Regions from separate parts of the Sus scrofa genome. Here region 2 is linked to region 1. A link is a contact called in public Hi-C data. All regions are on one chromosome and are shown on one strand. Each heading gives the region's core, a stretch centred on a gene start, on an enhancer-like site or on the middle of the called end of the contact. The rest is flanking DNA. Distances are from core to core; before and after follow the strand shown.

Region 1 (3,455 bases), core at 537-3,036:
CACCCCAGCCTGAGAGCTGGGGGCACATCCTCTGAAGATACTCTAAGCCATGAGCAGCTGGCTGGAGGGCTGCTCCAAAGGCATGGGGACACTGCTCTCTTTTGACAGGCAGACGGAGGGGAAACGGGTCCTCGGTGCCTAAGAAGGACCTTCCTGATGGGGAGCAAAGTCAAACATGGGGCTGGGCCCACCAGTGGAGCCCATGAAACGGCCTCCCCCAGAGTCTCACAGAAACTGGTTCAGAACAGCGGTCTTCACAGACACCAGTAGCAGCTGGACACACTTTCAGGCTCCCTTCTGTACCGAAGTCTTGGAGTCATGATAAAAATAAACAGACGGGGGTTCCTGTCGTGGCCCAGTGGTTAATGAATCCAACTAGGAACCATGAAGTTGCGGGTTTAGTCCCTGGCCTTGGTCAGTGGGTTAAGGATCCGGTGTTGCCATGAGCTGTGATGTAGGTTGCTCGGATCCCGCGTTGCTGTGTCTCTGGTGTAGGCCGGCGGCTACAGCTCTGATTTGACCCCTAGCCTGGGAATCTCCATATGCCGTGGCAGCAGCCCAAGAAATGGCAAAAAAAAAAAAAAAAAGACAAAAATAAATAAATACATAAATAAATAAAAATAAACAGATGGTGGGAGTTCCCGTTGTGGCTGAGCAGTAACAAACCCGACTAGTATCCATGAGGGACATGGGTTTGATCCCTGGCCTCACTCAGTGTGTTAAGGATCCAGCGTTGCCATGAGCTGTAGTGTAGATTATTAATGCGGCTCAGATCCCACGCTGCTGTGGCTGTGGTATAGGCCGGCAACTGAAGCTCCATTGGACCCTTAGCCTAGGAACCTCCATATACCTTGGGTGCAGCCCTAAAAACAACAACAAAAGAAATAAAAGAAAAAAGAAGAAAGCATTAACTGCCTATAGGTGGGAGAGATCCCAGGCCTTGGATCTGTGGGGGGAGGGGAGGCACAGAGGAAGGTCCCCAGGGTCTGTCCCCAGAATCCTGCTCAAACCTGGGAGAACCTGGCCCCTTTGCCGGGTCTGCACAGGCTGCAGCAGGTAAAGCAAACCAGGGTCCCCAGGAAACTCCCCAGAAACCCCTATGAAGACTGTCGCCCACCCCAGGGGCAGCCTCACCTGGTGAGTCTGACGGTTAGTCACCTTCACCGTGACCTCTTTTTGAAGGTCATAGCCCCTGGAGTCTGATGATGCTAAATTCTTCACTTTGAGCTCCATTTTAAGTCCCTGGTAAGAAAACCACCTCCACTAAATCATTCTGCCTTTATCAGCCTACCCCGCCTCTGCAATGTATTTTTCCTGCTCTCCACACGCAGGCTTCCTGAAAGAGGGTCCCTCCTCTCCTTAACTGCCTCCTAGAGAAACGACAAAGCACCAGAATTTCTCAACAGTACCCACACAGTTCCTATGAGGCGGGTCCCGTGTCACCAGGGAGCCATCCCCCAACCCAGGCCTTCTCTGTGGCAGAGAAGCCATCGAGGTGCCTGCACCCAGAGAGGCCACCTTGGAGGACAGCCTGGGCCGGGTGGCCATGGAGAGCAAGCAGTGGTCTGGGGTCCTGGTGGCCCCGGAGCCAGCGGGGCCAGAGGTGGAAGGCATGGCTCGAGGCCGGACCGGGAGGCCGGGACCAGGGAGGCCGCGGGGCTGTCGCTCGCGTACTGCGGGCTCTGGCGCAAAGCACCTCCTGCCCTAGGCCCGCGCGTCTGGTGTCTCCACCATGACGCCGGTTCTCGAAGGGCAGTCGGAGGGAGGGTGTGTGGAACCTGGTATCCGAGGCCGTTTCTGGAGTTTCCTAGCCTTACCTTCCCCAGCTCTTCGCTCATCTGATTGGCTTCTGCAACGAGTGGCATCAGTTTGACATAGTCCTGGAACACGGCCAGGACGCTGGGGTCCGCCTTCACGTCCCCACCGTGCAGCGCTCCTGGGGACGAGCGGAGAGGAAGGGACGTCACCCACTGCTGCTGGGATGCTTCTCAGCCGCGAATAAACGCACGGGGTCGCTGGTCCCTCTTCCCGTGGTTCATTCAGTTCCTCGAATATTTGACCGAATCCCGCTTGGCGGTGCCTCGTGTGTGTCAGGATCTCTCAACAATTCAGGGGCTCCCCGCCCTGAAGCCTGCGCCCCGGAATTCCCACCCACCCCCACCCCGATAGTCCTCACTGGCGCCGAGCGCCTTCAACCCAGGCTCTCTGGGGCTTGTTCAGCCTCATTGTGCTGCCAGCCCTGGGCCAAGACGCAAGTGTGCTGGCGGCCCTGTGAGTAAGTGAATGAAGAGCTGGGTACCCAGGCTTTTTTGGTGGCACAGGTCCTGTTCGCTCAGCTTTGGTCAGGAACTTGCAGAAAATGAACAAGGAGGTGAATTTCAAATCCATTTGTTTTGTTGAAATTCTGCAGGAAGATCTTTGGTAAAGGAAAAAGGGAGGAACCATTCGCACATATGTAGGTGCACCCACGGCTCTCGACGCAGGAGTTTTTGGGTGTGTTTTTTTGTTTTTTGCTTTTTAGGGGTGCAGGTGTAACATATGGAGGTTCCCAGGCTAGAGGTCGAATTGGAGCTGCAGCTGGCAGCCTACACCACAGCCACAGCAACACCGGATCCTTAACCCACTGAGCGAGGCCAAGGATCCAACTTGCATCCTCATGGGTACCAGTCAGGTTCCTAAGCCACTGAGCCACAATGGGAACTCCTCCAGGCATGAGTTTCCGTGGCAAGTTCAGGCAGAGTGTGCACTGGAGGGGAGCAAAGGCACAGGTGACCTGAGACTCTCCTTCCTTGGGAAGCAGAGACCCTGGTGCCGCCCAGGGCCCTGGTAGCTGGGCCTCCAATGAGGGGTGTGAGCAGATGCCTGGGGAGGGGAGAGAGGGGAGGGAAGGTGGTCAGGAGGCTCCATCTGAGCCGAGGGGAGACATGAATGAGGCAGACACCAGAGCTCCTTCTGACCAGGAAGCCCAGGTTGTTGTTGGGGGTGGCAGGTGGGCGGAGAGGATGAGGGGAAGCTTTGACCCAGAAATCCAGGGCACTCCTTTGCTCACTGCTGGGTCCCCAGGGCTTAGAGCCATATCTGGCACCTAGTCAGAGCTCAGTAAATACTTGTGGAGTGAGTATAAATGAATGGACAAAGAAGAGGGGAAAAAATCCCAGTTAGAGCTTATATTCTCATGTGGACAAAGGAATAATAATCAAATGAACTAAGGATAAAATAATTTCAAAATGTGACAAATGCTATGAAAGAAATACAGTTAAGTAAGAAAGAGTAAACAAATGAAGCCAAGCAAAGGGAAGATCTACCTGAGCAAGTGATGTCTGAGCTGAGAGAGGAAAGATGAGAAAGAAGACGCAAAGGAAAACAAGCAGCAAGTGCAAAGGTCCTGAGGCAGAAAGGGCTCAGTGTGTTTGAGGAGCAACACAGAGACCAGCAAGGTTCAAAGTAGGGTAAAG
Region 2 (3,455 bases), core at 599-3,098, 230 kb before region 1:
ACCACCCTGAGCTGCTGCAGGGACAACACCAGATCCTGAACCCACTGTGCCACTGCAGGAGAAAATGTCCCAATAAAAAGGTAGAAAGGAGAGACCCGGCCATGACGACTAAGCAAAGTCCAGCCAACGGCCCCAACCACCCCTCCCCCCATCTGCTTCTGTAAATTTGTTTCCACATCGATTCCCTTGCCTGATGTCACTCGGGTCCAACTAGCCCAGCATGGACCCCGAAGAGGGAGCCCACAAAAGCCTTGTGAAACCCTGACTCAGGGCTCAGACTCTGGAGATCCATCTCCTCGGAGCCCGCCGGCGTCATCCACCTGAGTTCTCCAACTCTCCGAGCGCTCACTTGGTTTCTCGCCGGGTAAAAGAGCGGACCCACTTGCAGCCACAGAGCTGCTGGAGCTGCTGCCCTACAGCCACAGGGCTGTCGCCAGAGCTGGAACGCTGCGGCGCGGGGCTGCTGGGCAGCTGCCGGAACACCACAAGGGAAGTCCTGCTCCTAATTCTTTTTTTTTTTTTTTTTTTTTTTTGCCTTTAGGGCCACACATGCAGCAGATGGAAGTTATTACATAATTAACTGTAACAAATGGTGGGAAAGCTTAAAATTGAATATTCAACTCAGGTGGCTATGGCAGAAAAGATAATGCCCCCCCCAAGACATTCACCACTTAATCCCCCTGAACTATGACTATGTTATATCCCATGGCAAGGGAAAACCCAGGGTTTGGATAGAAATAAGGAAGCTAGGAGCTCCCACTGTGGTTCCACAGGTTAAGAACTCTACTAGTATCCATGAGGAGGTGGGCTTGATCCCAGGCCTTGCTGCTCAGTGGGCTCAGGATCCGGCGTTACTGCAAACTGTGGTGCAGGCCGCAGATGTGGCTCGGATCTGGTGCTGCTGTGGCTGTGCTGTAGGTCCAAAACGGCAGCTCCAATTCAACCCCTACCTAGCCTGGGAACTTCCATGTGCTGCACCTGCGGCCATAAACAAGAAGAAAAAAAAAAAGAATTAAGGAAGCTAATCAGCTGACTTCATATGAAGATGATCCTGAATTGCCCCGGTGGGCCTGAAGAAATCACCAGGGTTTAAGTGGGGAAGGGTCACTTGAGTCAGGGATGGAAACGGGACCACAAAAGCTGGGAGCCTTTAGAAGCTGGGAAAGCTAAGAAAGCAGATTCTCTCTTAGAGCATCCCGAAGGATGGCAGCCCAGCTGACACCCTGACGTTAGCCCTGCGAGACCCTGACCTCTAGAACCGTCAGGGAATAAGGCTGTGTTGCGATAGGCCATGAATTTGTGGCAATTTGGGGTGAACTGTTACATCAGCAGTAGGAAACTAATACAGGGGGAGAGCCTGGAAATCTTCCATCAGGTGTAGGCTCTTAAACTAAGAGCCAAAGGAACCGTTCACGGATAGACAAGCAAAGCGACGGGTCCAGACTCACCCGGCAGATGGGCTTAGTGCAGAGAGCCGAGGTGGAGAAACTCAGCAGGTGTCTGAACAGGCTGGACCAGGTAGGCAGCGTTCAGAGTGTTGATCCGTCTAGAAGCAATGAAGATGGGCTGAAGGACTTAAGCCTGAGCGTGGCAGCAGCAGGATTTGACTGACTGCAACGTCAGTTCCGGATCCGCCCCCTACCGCCCCCCACCCATTTTATTGCTCACGGTGCTGGGTCCTCGGAAGTGCGCATTAATACGAACCAGACGCACAAAGCAAGGCCAAAAGGCTAGGACGACTTCCATGACACACGCCAGACTCCACAGCAAATGATTTTTGCATTAACCCCCAGACATTGTCTCCTCCCCACTTAAGTGAGTAATTAGAAGATAACACGAACATCAAGAAAAGTCTGGTCCCTGAGAGTTCCCGTCGTGGTGCAGCGGGAACGAATCCGACTAGGCACCGTGAGGTTGCCGGTTCAATCTCTGGTCTCGCTCACTGGGTTAAGGATCCGGTGTGGCCGTGAGCTGTGGTGTAGGTCGCAGACGCAGCTCGGATCTGGTGTGGCTGTGGCTGTGGTGTAAGCCGGTGTCTCTAGCTCCAATTCGACCCCTAGCCTGGGAACGTCCAGAGCTGCGGGTGCGGCCCTAAAAAGACAAAAAGACACACACACAAAAAGGACTCTCCAAGGTGATTCTTTGAATCTTAGGCACGTTGCAGAAGCTCTGGTCCTTTGGGGGTGGTAACACCACTGCTGCTTGGTCCTCCCACTCCTTGGTAAATCACTCCTCCGCTGCACCTGTGTCCACTTTGTTTCAACTTTCTGAGCACTCACTGTGGCCCAGTACTGTATTAAGAGAGCGTGATGTCCCAGAAAGAGCCGGGTTGTCTTGTTATTTTATTTTATTTTATTTTTTTGGCAATGCCCATGGCATGCAGAGTTCTTGGCCCAGGGATCAAACTGACTGGTCCCACAAATTGGCTGCCCAAGCCACTGCAGTGACAAGGCCAGATCCTTAACCCACTGCTCCACAGACTCTTTTTATTAAAAAAAAAAAAAAATTTCATCATTATTACTCTTTCGGCGTCACCTGTGACATGCGGAAGTTCCTGGGCCAGAGCTTGACCTCGTGCCACAGCAGAAACTCAAGCCACTGCAGTGACAATGCTGGATCTTTAACCGGCTGAGCCACAAGGGAACTCCGAGAGCCAGATTTTTGTTATCAGACAAACCCGGGTTCAAAAGAAAGGCCTGATCCTGTGGGCCTGGGGGATTATTTAGTCTCTGCATCAGTGTCCTTATCCAAAAAATCTCTGTATTGTGCTTCAGAACATGAAGACTTTCTGAGCAAGTGATCATCAAAAGATCTGCAGAGGTTTTCAAAAATCTCACATCACAAATAAAAATCTTTTTTCATTTAAAAAATAAGAAAACAAGAGTTCCCGTCGTGGCTCAGTGGCTAACGAATCCGACTAGGAACCATGAGGGTGCGGGTTCGATCCTTGGCCTTGCTCAGTGGATTAAGGACCTGGCATTGCCCTGAGCTGTGGCGTAGGTTGCAGATGCAGCTCGGATCCAGCGTTGCTGTGGCTCTGGGGCAGGCAGGTGGCTACAGCTCTGATGAGACCCCCTAGCCTGGGAACCTCCATATGCCAAAGGAGCTGCCCTGAAAGGACAAAAGACAAAATATTTTTTAAAATTAAAATAAAAACTAAAAAGAAGAAAACAAAATTTTCACATCACTTGTATGTTTCTCACAAATGATGAAATCACAAAGGCAGCAACTTTCCAACTGACAGGACAGTACCTGGAACTGCTTCCTTCACGCTGTGAACCAGTTCAGAAGCCAGCGGAGACGCCTCCGTTGACAGAGCTGACAAGTACCACCAGGTGGCGCCAGCACCACTTTGTTAGATTGAAAAATGGCCTAACACTTCGCTGCCAATAGACATACAGTCTCTAAAATGTAACGTTCCTAATAGGTGTATCTGAGGGTTCTGAGAAGCCTAG

The links. A called contact is a pair of places that touch in the nucleus more often than the background predicts.
Region 2: a Hi-C map of undifferentiated spermatogonia shows a contact between it and region 1, with 2.1 times the contacts expected there. The contact joins two enhancer-like sites.

What each region holds. Positions count from the first base shown.
Region 1 is chr10:15,164,487-15,167,941 of Sscrofa11.1, reverse strand. LOC100739202 (kinesin-like protein KIF28P) reads right to left here. Exons shown (of 24, transcript XM_005667953.2): 15 at 1,818-1,936; 16 at 1,135-1,242. Among named protein-coding and RNA genes, the nearest start is that of SCCPDH, 98 kb to the left of the region's middle. Within about 2 kb of position 1,786, at least 1 of the 83 cell types and tissues checked has an H3K27ac peak or open chromatin away from gene starts, as enhancers often do. A contact at or near this core is called in undifferentiated spermatogonia, where this site is marked.
Region 2 is chr10:15,399,279-15,402,733 of Sscrofa11.1, reverse strand. No RefSeq gene overlaps it. Among named protein-coding and RNA genes, the nearest start is that of BECN2, 12 kb to the right of the region's middle. Within about 2 kb of position 1,848, at least 2 of the 83 cell types and tissues checked have an H3K27ac peak or open chromatin away from gene starts, as enhancers often do. A contact at or near this core is called in undifferentiated spermatogonia, where this site is marked.